3 separate regions of the Mus musculus genome follow, and all the other regions are linked to region 1. A link is a contact called in public HiChIP or PLAC-seq data. All regions are on one chromosome and are shown on one strand. The core of a region is the stretch at or near the end of the contact, and the rest is flanking DNA. Distances in the headings are between cores, read along the strand shown.

What was found. HiChIP or PLAC-seq counts read pairs in DNA pulled down with a chosen protein or histone mark.
Region 2: a FOXA1 HiChIP or PLAC-seq map of pancreatic cancer cells shows a contact between it and region 1. The contact joins the promoter of Stard3nl here to the enhancer-like site in region 1. A contact is called at or near these places in 10 of 39 promoter capture datasets (the 3T3-L1 cell line, 3T3-L1-derived adipocytes, the HPC-7 cell line and 6 more), 3 of 115 datasets of contacts at active chromatin or transcription factors (bone marrow-derived macrophages, fibro-adipogenic progenitors and pancreatic cancer cells) and 1 of 9 other capture datasets (liver).
Region 3: a contact with region 1 is called in an HNF4G HiChIP or PLAC-seq map of pancreatic cancer cells. The contact joins two enhancer-like sites. A contact is called at or near these places in 24 of 39 promoter capture datasets (the 3T3-L1 cell line, 3T3-L1-derived adipocytes, the C10 cell line and 15 more), 5 of 484 Hi-C or Micro-C datasets (B cells, the P5424 cell line, Sertoli cells and 1 more), 2 of 115 datasets of contacts at active chromatin or transcription factors (pancreatic cancer cells and trophoblast stem cells) and 2 of 9 other capture datasets (adipose tissue and embryonic stem cells).

Annotation. Positions count from the first base shown.
Region 1 is chr13:19,702,170-19,706,792 of GRCm38.p6, reverse strand. No RefSeq gene overlaps it. Among named protein-coding and RNA genes, the nearest start is that of Nme8, 6.7 kb to the right of the region's middle. Within about 2 kb of position 2,797, at least 10 of the 459 cell types and tissues checked have an H3K27ac peak or open chromatin away from gene starts, as enhancers often do. A contact at or near this core is called in pancreatic cancer cells, where this site is marked.
Region 2 is chr13:19,392,820-19,397,088 of GRCm38.p6, reverse strand. It overlaps Stard3nl (STARD3 N-terminal like), which reads left to right and starts at 1,276. Exons shown (of 9, transcript NM_024270.3): 1 at 1,276-1,385. Gm40827 (a long non-coding RNA gene) reads right to left here and starts at 1,242. Exons shown (of 2, transcript XR_873152.2): 1 at 1-1,242.
Region 3 is chr13:19,362,698-19,367,004 of GRCm38.p6, reverse strand. The region is part of intron 7 of Stard3nl (STARD3 N-terminal like); the gene reads left to right. Among named protein-coding and RNA genes, the nearest start is that of Stard3nl, 31 kb to the left of the region's middle. Within about 2 kb of position 2,629, at least 39 of the 459 cell types and tissues checked have an H3K27ac peak or open chromatin away from gene starts, as enhancers often do. A contact at or near this core is called in pancreatic cancer cells, where this site is marked.

The DNA of each region.
Region 1 (4,623 bases), core at 1,548-4,047:
TTGTACAAGCCTGCACTCCCACCAACAATGGAGGAGTGTTCCTCTTTCTCCACATCCTCGCCAGCATCTGCTGTCACCTGAATTTTTGATCTTAGCCATTCTGACTGGTGTGAGGTGGAATCTCAGGGTTGTTTTGATTTGCATTTCCCTGATGATTAAGGATGTTGAACATTTTTTCAAGTGCTTCTCTGCCATTCGGTATTCCTCAGGTGAGAATTCTTTGTTCAGTTCTGAGCCCCATTTTTTAATGGGGTTATTTGATTTTCTGAAGTCCACCTTCTTGAGTTCTTTATATATGTTGGATATTAGTCCCCTATCTGATTTAGGATAGGTAAAGATCCTTTCCCAATCTGTTGGTGGTCTTTTTGTCTTAATTTATGAAATTCCTAGCCAAATGGATGGACCTGGAGGGCATCATCCTGAGTGAGGTAACACATTCACAAAGAAACTCACACAATATGTATTCACTGATAAGTGGATATTAGCCCCAAACCTAGGATACCCAAGATATAAGATATAATTTGCTAAACACATGAAACTCAAGGAGAATGAAGACTGAAGTGTGGACACTATGCCCCTCCTTAGATTTGGGAACAAAACACCCATGGAAGGAGTTACAGAGACGGAGTTTGGAGCTGAGATGAAAGGATGGACCATGTAGAGACTGCCATATCCAGGGATCCACCCCATAATCAGCATCCAAACGCTGACACCATTGCATACACTAGCAAGATTTTATTGAAAGGACGCAGATGTAGCTGTCTCTTGTGAGACTATGCCGGGGCCCAGCAAACACAGAAGTGGATGCTCACAGTCAGCTAATGGATGGATCATAGGGCTCCCAATGGAGGAGCTAGAGAAAGTAGCCAAGGAGCTAAAGGGATCTGCAACCCTATAGGTGGAACAACATTATGAGCTAACCAGTACCCCGGAGCTCTTGACTCTAGCTGCATATATATCAAAAGATGGCCTAGTCGGCCATCACTGGAAAGAGAGGCCCATTGGACTTGCAAACTTTATATGCCCCAGTACAGGGGAATACCAGGGCCAAAAAGGGGGAGTGGGTGGGCAGGGGAGTGGGGGTGGGTGGATATGGGGGACTTTTGGTATAGCATTGGAAATGTAAATGAGTTAAATACCTAATAAAAAATGGGAAAAAAAAATTGGAGGAAAAAAAAAATAAATAAATGGGATTATAGATTGGATACGATATAGCCTTTATAGACAGATTTTGTTTTTGTAGGTAGAATTTGTCTACCACAAGGATCTATCAAGGTGTCTTTTATAGAAAATTTTGCACAAATATAGTAGAAATAATTACAATGGATAAGGTAGATAGTAGAGAGACTGGGTTTTGCTTGTTACTGTTTTGCATCTTGCTGGAAGAAAGATTCTTCCTCTCATCTGAGGCTGTTCCTCCATCTATGCCCTCTCCTCTCTGGTCTCCTAGCTCAGCAACCTTGCCTTCAATGACTGCTAACTCAGCATTCAAATGGTCAAATTGATGCCATCTTATTAATATCTAGACAACCCCTCTACCACCTCCTCTCCTTGGTGATGGATTCTTCTCTCCCTCCCTCCATCACTCTTTAGACTCTAGAAAGCACTGTCCATTCTGGTTCTATTTCCTGCCTTTACATTCACTCCCTGGGCAGCTTTCTTGTGTGACTCAGCTGTGCACACATCAACACTGTAACCATTTTGTTCAGGCTGCATGGGTCTCCCCTTGCTTGCTGTACCTGACTACACTTAAGCCTGGAGCATTCCTGAAGTTTTCTTCCTTATCCTGTGTCTTTGTTTGACTGTGACATCATTCCTTTCTGCTCCTCTTGCTGGCTCTGATGATGTTTGTAGTCTTCTTTCATAATTTTCATGGACTCTATCCGTCACTAGATATTGGTGTTCCTGGTTACTTGCCTGAGTGCCCTCAGTCCTCCAATTTCACATTTCACTTCACTGTGCCTTTCCCTGTCCTCCCAGGCCATGCCAATTGCTTGCAAGTCTGCAGCTTCAGCCTGGATGTTTTCAGTTTTGTAAAGCTGCTTCCTTCTAATTCTCTGGGCACATAAACCAGCCTCCAAAGTTAAAGAAACAAAGTTAGGTGGCTGGAGAAAAGGTTCAGGTTAATAGCCCTGGCTGTTCTTCTATAGGACGACAATACCCAACATCCACATGGATGCCCACCAACATATGTCACTGCATTTTAATGATATTCAACACCTTCTGGCCTAGCTGGGCACTAAGACTGCATGTGGTGTACAGACATGCATGCAGATAAACACCCATACACATAAATATGATAAAAATTTAGATGCTATCATTAATCTTACTTATCTGAAACTTGAGACATTATCACCACTCTTGCATATTTATCGTAAGTAATGGTCTTTGTCCTATCATTTCTGGATAACAGAAAACATACTCATCTGAAGCTCCTCCAACACTACATGTGTGCAAAGCTTTGAAGAAGTTCAACATCTCTTGAGTATCTCTTGTCAGGAGATTGTCACACAGACTTGCCCCAATTGCGCACCTTGCTCCCAAGCCTTCGTCATCCTTGGTTCCAGCAAAACCATGTGATCGATATTCTAACTAAATTAAATATGATCACACCCAAGTCATGATAACAAATTTGTTTGCCCCCTTTAAACAAATCACAGACTCAGTATTGCAGAATATTTTTGGTATTAGTCCATCATGACTAATAATGAAAACAGGCCGTAGGTATGCTGTGGTTTCAATATATCCTTTCAAGCTCCATGTATTGGACTGAAACTCCACCCCCAGTGTGGCAGCATTGAAAGGTAATTAGTTCTGAGGGCTCCACCGTTGGTGAATAGACTCCTGTTGTTTCTCATTCGGCCCTTTCCCCTGCGGGCCTGTGGCCTTGTGATTGCAGGAGAGATCTCCTTTATCAACCACATGAGGTTACCACAACAATGTCCCTAACCCACTGCTAGCACCTTAATATTGGTCTAGCAAGATCTCAAACTCTAGAAAATAAGTGTGTGTGTGTGTGTGTGTGTGTGTGTGTGTGTGTGTGTGTGTGTGTGTGTGTTATTCTTCTCCAGCAGCTGAAGAGGGATTGAGTCAATTTAAAAACAATCTCAAACTTAGATTATTATTTTTCAACGCTAAACATTCAGGCTGATGAGATGTCTGGGTGAGTGAAGGTATTTGTCACTATGTCTGACTTGAGTTTGATCTTTGGAATAGTAGCACAGAGTGGCAGGAGAAACCCAAATCCTTCAGGTTGTCCTCTGACCAACTTCCCAGCTCATGAACCGCAGCACTGCTGTGCACGCACACGAGTGCTAGCAAACACAACAAATGAATATTTTAAAATTCATTATATTTAAAAAAAAGTTTTTTAATCCTCTTGAAAATTTTCTGAAAATGTTCTGATTTCCAGCCCCGGACTCCATGATTTCCTAGCTATAAAGCACCCTGATTAATTGGGTAGAGAAAGCAACTGAAATCTAGACTACAGAAAGAACACAGGACAATTTCCTGATGATACTAAATCAAATGTCTTCTGTGTTGTCACAGAGTAAACGCAGACACCCTTTCCTCCTTTCTTTTTAAGACCACATTCACTGGTGGAGAAGTATTTCTAGCAATGAAATAAGTCGCACAAAGATTAAGCCAATATTTTAAAAATAAGCAATCAATCACATTGTTTATCAAATTAATAATATTATACTTTGTAAACCCTGGATATAAGAAATAAAAACACATCTCTGTACAAAAATGAAATTATTAAAATTTTAAGAAAGCCACAAGAATTTTGAACTTGAAAATCAGAAAAGATGCAGTATTTAACTCATTTCATCCGATTACAACCTTACAACCTGGCCCAGTGATGCATTTATTTAATCTTTGCATGCGTAAGTAAACTTACTGTATTTCTCCCTGCCCTTCCCCCACCAAATGGAAGGTTTGGGCAATTCTGCAAGGGCCGTCTGTATGATTGTTTCAATGCTCCCAATGATCATTAGGTTTTAAAAGAATTCTAGATGCTTTATTCTGTTCTGTTGACCTGTGCCTACTCCTTTGTGCTCAGCTTTCCCCCCAATAATTTTATTAATTCTTTGAGCATTCTGTACAATGTATTCTGAAAACTTCTACCATCTAACTCCTTCACAGTTTCCACTATCTTCGCTTCTACCCTCCCATCCCTTTCCACCTGACTTGGAAATGACTTTTCTCCTCTTCCTCCTCCTCTCTTCCTCTTCCTCTTCTTCTTCTTCCTCCTCCTCTTCGTCTTCCCTTTCCTCTCCCTGCCCCTCTCCTCCTGTCTCAACTCTGTTGCCTAGTTAGTATCGGGAGTGTGGCCAGCTGTGGTGTGTGGTCAGCCTATCAGGGGGTCACAGCATTAAAGAAAATTTACTCTCCTCACCCAGAAACTCCAAAATACCAGATCCTCAGCTGCTGATGGGATTTCTTGCCCACCTCTCCCCAATTCCCATGCTAATTAAGATTTTGTCTGGCTGAAGCTTGTTCAGGTCTTGTACATGCTGTTACAATTATTGTGAGTTCACATGGCAGCTGTCTTATTGATGGAAAGCACCATTTCTTTGATGGTACTGACCGCCTCTAGTTCTTACAAAATGTCTGCCTCTT
Region 2 (4,269 bases), core at 27-2,526, 310 kb after region 1:
TTGCTTCACCTTGTCACCCAAATCATTGTATACAAGAACCCTGAACTTAGTTTGTATATATACACACACCCTAACCCTAACTTTTCTCATGCTCATCAATTTGAAAAAAACAACAACAACAACAAAAGCTTGCATATTATTTCTCTTCCAAAGGGTAGTAAATAGGATTATTTAAACTTTATGGGTGGAAATGAACACTGTAGCAACACTAGGGGCCCTTATCTGAAGACTCTACTACTAGGATTGAAGATGTATGCCTGAGATCTAGTCTGTTCTTTTGTTGTCATCTGCACCATAAGCAGTACTTGGACAGAAGTAGGAAAACACATTCACACATGTTTAAGGTAGCATTTCTCATACTAGCAATTAAAAAAAAAAATCCAAACAAACTGTATGTTTAAGGGCATAGAGATGGCAAGTTATATCATTGGCGCTGAAGACTTTTAGCATTTAAAAAGCAATGAGGCACATTTAAGGCTAGATGAAGAACTGAACTTGAGTGTTAACAAATATTTTCACATGTCAATGCAGGAAGGACCCATCACACAAAGACTGAGCCTTTGATTGGTTTATAAAAACAGTTCTCACCCAACTTGCACTGTTCAAAATTTTGCACGTATATAAATTCACATTTGTAATGTAAACATTATAAAAACGATTAAACTACTTTATAAGAGTATCTATTAAAAATACTATTCTTAATATTATTTTCCTCTAACAGGCTGAGAGTCTTCAGCACTCATAGTGCAATATATTTTATCTTCCTTTGTATTCTTGCATTTAAGGACGTAACTGTACCAGCTATTGGAAAAATCTAAAACATCACTTAGTGCCCAATGTCGTGTATAACAACTAAGTAAATACAGTTAGCCTTAACTATCAGTAAGACAAAGGCATTACTCCTACGTAAGACTGGGCTGATTGAGACTTACGGTCGAGTCCTAGAATAGACAAGTTCTTAGTGGACAGCTGAAACCAAGGGGCCAGGGCCTGAAATCCACTCTCAGAGTTACCCCTCACCGGCTGCAGCCTAAAACCTATCTAAGAGAAGCCTTCCGTAGAATTCTCAGGAAGGTAAAACCCACTAAAAGCCTGCTGTTAGAAGCTGGATACCTTAACAGGCTTTGGAGGCGCGGCTAGTCCTAGGCCCGCCCACTGCCTCCTTTATGAGCCATCTACTGGTCGTCCGAAAACTGACAGTTCTGTAAACCAACCCGCCGTCTCCTCTGCCACTATTCACTTTTCCAGCAAGCCGCAGCGTCTTTGCGTGACCAGCGCGTTGACGTCACGGACAGGGTCCCGCCCTGCAGCCCCGCCCCAGCCCCGCCGGCGGGGACCGCGGAGCCGTGTCTGCAGGCCGGCGGGCGGCTCGCGCCGCGGAGGAGGTAGGCTGTCTTTCCGCGCCCTGCTGGGCAGGTCGTGAAGCCAAATGCCTGAGGTTCCAGGGTTTGCCGGGCTCCCCAGACCTGGCCTTGGCCGTGGGGCCTGTGGGTGCAGCCGCGGAACGCGGCGGAGCGCGGGAGGGAAGCTGGCCCCGGGCCCACACCCACACTCACCGGGAGGCAGGTGGTCCAGCCTCGGCCCCGTGCCTTGCATCCGCATCAAGTCCAAGGTGACATGCGGGTGTAGGCCGGCAGGTACTGTCTGTTACTGGCCTTGTGCCTTCGTCAAGAAAAGCCCTGATGTAACAAAACAAAACGAAAATTAAAGCATGAGTCATGAATGTTCTAGCCATGGTTTCAGCTCTCCGCATTGCCCACTCATCCTGCCTTTAGTTTTTTTTTTTTTTTTTTTTTTAAATCTCAGTAGGGCTCTTTTTCTTCCTCTTTTGGTTGGAACATGGGTGGACACTGTGGAACTTTTCTTAGTGTTCTCTTAGTATGGCAGTTGTAAAGGCATTTGTCTCTGTTCACAGATGGAATCCATCACTTGACCCAGTACTAGTTTGGATAAGGTTAGTAAGGCTGATTGAATGAACACAGTAGCCGTCTGACCTCCCAGGGTACCGAGTTACTATAGCAAGTTCCGTCTGATGTTTTTGTTTAAGGTTCCTAACGGTAAATCCCATCTATGCTTCTTCTGTCCATCATCCACTTATAGAGCAAGATTTGATGACAAAGAGCAGTTTACAGTATTTTTGGCTGCATCTGTGCATAAGTAAAATGCTAGATAATCATGCCCATGAAGGGACAGTGTAGACTGTGCCCCCCCTACATAATATTCACACATATGTAATGTTTTGTATTGTAAGGAAGAATACATTTTTCTTTGAGATCTTCCTGTCTCAAACATGAACCTTTAAAGATTGCATTGTCAAAAGCATTAAAGAAATGGATTTAAAACTGCTCCAAGGACTTACCTTCTCAGGATAGTGATTATCATTTGGATTTAATTATTAGACAGTTTATATGATGCCACATGCTGTTTTAGGTGTTGAAAATTGAGTATTGAACGCTAGATAAGGTTTCTGTCCTCGAGTTCCTTTGATTTTAGTGAAGATAGAATATATGTGCAAATAACAATATGATTTTAGATAGGAATGAATGCTAGAAAATCTGGCAGTAAGGGACATTGGTGTGGCTGTGGTGTGGGATCTGGGAAAATGTCCCTGAAGAGGTGATGCTCTGGATGAGACCTGAATGTTTAGAGTGATTTAGTCAGGGGAGGAGCAGGAAGTGTCCAGTTACAAATGCAGAAGCTGGAAGAGCAGGCACAGTGGGAGGAGAGTCCAGCAGTGCTGTATCCTTAATGGTGGGCTAGTGAGGTGGCTGAGCTGACCTGGGTTGGGCAATGCTGAAGAAGGAACAGGCTTCCTTGTGGAAGTGCGGACTTCAGATACCTTCCGAGGCACTCCTAAACTCTCAGCCGCGTTCTGTTTGTTTTGATTATGAAATCATTAATTGTTTTATATTTTCTCTTTAGAGGTCCTCTTAAGAATGGCTTTCTTTTCCCTAGTACTGTATCCCATAGTAGTTTTTCTTTTAATTGCTGCTGTAGGCAAGACTCAAACCCTCTGCTTATCTTCAGTTCTAGCTTTTATCCCCTTTCTTCCAGCTGTCACTCATTTCCAGGACAGTGTTTACCTACTTTCCATTTGGAAAGCACTGGCAGGCAGTCCTGCTCTGTCCAAACAAGAGCTGAGAAGGTGTAACAGTAGGTAGGTGAGCCTTTCCTATTAGCACTTGCATTTCTAAGGATTACTGTGTCTTTATTTAGTTCCTGCAGTTTTCTGGGCGTGGCACATGCATTCTGTTCTTTCAGACATACTGCAAATACCAAACTTTTCATCAGTGAAGAAAATGTACACTAAGTTCCCTCAGCTAGACTGATGGAGGTTGTTAGCTTTACTCGACTTCACCATGCTTCACCCCTTCTCCCAGAAGCAAGTAGAGGATCTACGGATTGATGTTTCAAATTTGGTTCCTGATGTTGCATTTTGGAACTCATGCGTTGGACCCTTTTGGTGGAGAAGAGGCTCTGGAACTATAGATAGGCAGCAGTTTCTAAAGCGCAACACATAAAATGCCAAATGCTTATTTCCAAATTTGCATGCTAGGCCTTTTTTCTTGTTTCCTTTTGGTTCTATTTCCTTCTCAAATCCCATAGCAAAGAGTGTCTGTATATTTCAAAGTACAGCATATCAGTATCTAGAAACTTAACTCATGTTTTTAACTCACAGAAGACAATTTCAAAGATGGGGCAATGTTTTTCCTTGGACTAAAATAAAGCCCTTTTAGTTTTCTTTTTTTTTTTTCCTTTTTTTCTGAAGAAGTGTATGTCAGCTCTTTACACACACCCTTCCTTTTTATTAGAAGGCTAACTGACTTCCAGTGAATAGTACATATGGCTTGTAAGTGACTCCCAGTACAGAGGTATACACTTACAATACCAACTCTATGCAAATCCCTGGGAGGGGAAATCCCACGGTGTAGACCAGCCTGGGCATAGCAAGACCATGTCTCCTGATAAAAAAATAAGAAGGCAGGATTGTAGCTCAGGGAAAGAATGTCTGAGTTCAATCCCCAGTACCTCTGAAACAATTTTAATTCAAGTTGTAATTTCAGAAATATTTGAAATTTAAAAGTTGTTAACTATTTTCCTAGCCTGATCGTTTTCTTAGATATGAGGTAGTGTGGCATTCGATTTGCTGGGTCTTTGTTTCTGGTAGCAAGTAGAATTTTCCCATGATTGAGGAAGCACTGGGTCAACTCAGTGATGTAATTTTCCTCATGCTACTTTAAAAAGGTAGAAGCCAGTTTATAAACTTTA
Region 3 (4,307 bases), core at 1,380-3,879, 340 kb after region 1:
AGAAGAGTGGGGGTGTGTAGATGTTAATGTTTTCACAATAATGTGGACCTTAGAGCCTCTGCATGGAACACTTCAAAGTGGTTAAATGTTATAGTGGGTGAGGAAGAAAAAGATGTCTAAAATACTTGATTTTATTTGCATTTATTTTCATACAGTATATCAAATATTTTAAGTTGTTTGGACTTTACAGGTACCAGGCAAGTAAGGGGGCACTGGGGCTCATTCACATCTTAAAACCACTCTGAGCTTTTTGTACCAAGAGAGAAACAAAGTCAGGCACAGAGCAGAAGTACACTAGCATCACACAGTAAGTGCTGGTTCTCGGGCACACTGCTGGCTCCAGTGTGAGAGTCTGCTCACAGCTGCTGCTTACAGCTTCCTGTGTCTGTGGAAGTACCAGAGTGGCCGGGTCAGCTCTCTGCCCAACACCTTCAGTGACATGGCCCAGGTCACCTCTGTTGGCCTTCCTCCCTCGCTGTCCCACCTCTTACCCTGTCTTCTTTTCCCTTCTTAGTCTCCAGAAAACCTGGGCTCCAAGGCCCTCAAGCCATTGTGCATTTTATTGCTTCTGTTCTGAACATTGTAGCTCTAGCTAAAGCTCCAAGAGCCTCCATCCAGTCTTCTCCACAGCCACCCTCCTGCTGTCTTGGTTAGGGTACTCCTAGACTTCTAGGTCCTGTTCTGCAGCCCTGTCATCCTGCCCCATATGTAGCAGTTATTTGGTCTGTTTCTACCTCTGGGATGTAAGGTGAATTAGAGGCTACATTGTAGTCCCAGCATTAGATAGAGGAAAGGGCTGTGAAGGTGCAGCCCTGTGCAGTGAGTGGTCTTGCACTGGAGGAACTTAAGGCTGCTTACATTGTGGATTGTTGATGTGGGGTCCAGAACAGCACGACATGGACAATCCCACGTACATGTTAGTGTCGGTCTGAAACCTATAAAAAGTACAGTTTGAAGTGAAGCGCTTTGCTACTTAACATCGTGTGACTATTTGATTCAGATATTTTATGTCATAGGGCTCGTTTCAAAAAATGGAACTTATAGTCTAATTCAAAATGTAACTGTTAGCTTATACAATTTCTCATTATCAATTTGTCTTCTTAACAAGGAGCTCAGCTCAGCAGGCTAATAACTGGTTCTTCTCTGTCAAGCTTCCCAGGACCCGCAAGGGCCTTTAGTCTGTGATGTCTGCCACCACCTAGTGGTCCTCTGGAGAACTACCACTGGGTTATGAAGCCAGAGAGAACAGAGACAATTCTGTAGGTAGCGTTCCTGTAGGCACTGCTTTATTTACACAAGATACGCATCAGTATTGGTAAACACAGGTGGATTCTCAAAGAGCTTGCTTTCCTGTGTTACATTTGTGTTACCTGAATGTTCAATTTGGAAAAAAATGAAACTATTACAGAAGGTAATGTGCTTAAAACTGGCAAGCCATTTTCTCACACAGACTCTCATAATGCTGAGAGGGAGGGAGCAATGCTGCCTGCCTGCAGAGACTGGTGCTGTCAGAAGACTGGGGGCTGCCTTGCTTGCCTTGTGACCCGGCACCCAAACTAATGCCTGACTCATGGTAGATTTCTGTCTGCGGGAACGGTGGGTTAAGTAGAGAAGGAGATTCTAGGACGTGAACCTAGAAATGTTATCTTCTTCTCATAGGAAGGAACAGCTCGGCATTTAGAATGGGAATACAGAAATCATCACAGCCCAGTGGAGGTGCGGCTGGAACTAGAGCCCGCTTTGTTCCCAAAGCTTCCAGTTGCAGAGAAGGAAGGCCTGGGCTACCCATGTGGCTGCAGTGACGATGCTGACTGAGCAGAAATGAACTAAGTGGCATGCTTAGGTGGGGCAGTTCTTTACCCCCACTGGGAGTCTGGTTTGAAATGCAGGCTAGTTTGGGACTGAAGATGTGTAGTATTGAGTGCAGCACTTGTCTGGCCTCGGTTTGATCCCGGGCCAGTGGACAGGTGGATGAATAGATGAGTACCTCAAACTGTATAATACTAACTTATTGTGGGCAAGTCAAAATAAAGGTGCTAAGATTCCAAGAGCTGTCATGCCCCTGCTTTGCCTCATTCCTTCATCCCTCAGAAGGGTTCTCAATTAGGTGGTCACCCTTTGTGTAGAGAATATTTAAAGCATTAAAAACCCATTCCCGGGGTTATTAATTAATGTATGTTTTAAGCTCTATGAAAGTATATAAATTTACATACTACAAATAAATACATCTATTGTGAATGATAGTTAAATGAACTAGTTTTACCCCATCAAGCTTTCCAGGGTGACAATTCATCTGTGATGTCTACCACCTAGTGGTCATTTGGGGAATTGCCACTGAGTTTTGGCTAGTTTTTTAGGTTGTCTTATAACAGTAAACTGTTCGCGCATGGTTGCACTTAGCCCCTGTGCCTGTACAGTCATGCTGAGGTCACTATTGCTGTGCTTCCTATCGTGATGCCGTGTCCCCTGGACATACACTAGTAACAGTCATGCCATGTGGTTTCTGCATTCAGCTGCTCTTTCTGCAGGCATCAGTGCCTGTTTTTGCACAGTGTGACGCTGCACCACTTGTCAGTCGCTGGCACTTTGGACTGCAATTTGGGCTGTTAATAAGTAATTGAGCCAGGAACAGCCACTTACGTGTTTGAACATTTATTAACTTTCATGAGTGGAAGCTGCTCATCGAAGCCCTCTCCTCCGCACATACTTCAGGCCGTGAATGTTGGCTTTATCCTTACAAGTCCTTGCTGTTGTACACGTCTGCTTTTGGTAGGCTAACAGAACTACAGAGGTGCTCGCTGTCTTTAACTTACAAGTCTCTACATGCTGACATCTCTTCCACATCCCCGCTCCACATCTCTTAGGTCTTTTCACTTTATATTTACTTCACATTTCAATTAAGTTCTGTAATAATTCCACACATTTTTTTTTTTTAAAGATTTATTTATTATATGTAAGTACACTGTAGCTGTCTTCAGACACTCCAGAAGAGGGAGTCAGATCTCATTACGGGTGGTTGTGAGCCACCATGTGGTTGCTGGGATTTGAACTCTGGACCTTCGGAAGAGCAGTCGGGTGCTCTTACCCACTGAGCCATCTCACCAGCCCCTCCACACATTTATATAACACAGTCTGATCACACTCCACCCCACCCCTCCCACTCTAGTGAACCCCTTCTCCTCTCTGCAGAGCCCCCTCATTCTCATGCCTTCTCGTTTGGTTTGTTATCTACTGGATTTAACCAGAGTCCTGTGAGCATAGGTGACACTGTTGACTGGAGCCTGGGGAACCCACCAATGACTGCACTACCCCTCCCCCAAGGCCCACCAGATTCAGTAACCCCCGCCCCCCGGGGAGAAGCAGGGCCCCCATGACCACTCAAACCTCATTCATGATTAGTTATTGATCTTCCCAGTCTTGTGTAGGCAGCTACAGCTTTTGCAAGTTTATTATTGACTATCCAGATCATGCCCATCAGATAGTGAGTGGTTGGCACCGTCTTCCCTGTCGCGGTCCTGCGTGGTCTCTGAGCCTTGGAGGAGATGCAGATACCCTCGTTAGGACTGAGCACAACACTCATACTCTCAGCACTCCAGCAGCTAGGAGATTCTGCAGTTACCTCAGTCAGTCTTCGAAGCCCACTTCAGGTGGTGCCTGCCTGTGGGCTTCTTGGGTGTTGTGTCTTAATGTCAATTAAGCGTAGCTTATGAGTCTAGTCTGATGATGATAGTTATTAGCAGTCATAGCTAAGATCTCTCAACCTTCACTCTGGGTCATAAAGAAATTTGCCTGTGGATTTTATCTAGAAGTTTCGATCAAAATTAGGGTATTTTTGGTTGGATGGTTTTGCATTTTTTAGGATTATGCTATATTTTAATTACTTTTCATATATAAAAGAAACACAAGACTACATGCACATTCTTTTGATGTCAGCTATCTCTGTCCATTTGTCTATGAAACAGTTATCAAAACAGTGACTCCCCCACTGACCCACTTGACATTTGCTGAGAGTGCCAAGCCAGTGGTTTCTCCGACTCCCTTTGGATTGCAGTTAGCATAATCTTTTCCTTCTTTGTAAAAACGTCACTTATTTTACTTATTTACTTATTTATTTATTTATTTTACTTACTTTCCTGCAGTCCTTTCTTAGGGTCTGATGCAGGCCTTTACAGCTCTAGGTTCTTCTAGACCTTGCTTTACTGGTACGCGTGTATTCTGACCTGCTGTAGTGTTTCCTGATGATTATCAGCAGGTTGGTGATGTGGCCCTCTGCGGAGATCTGTATTCACATTTCTTCAGCTGTTAGG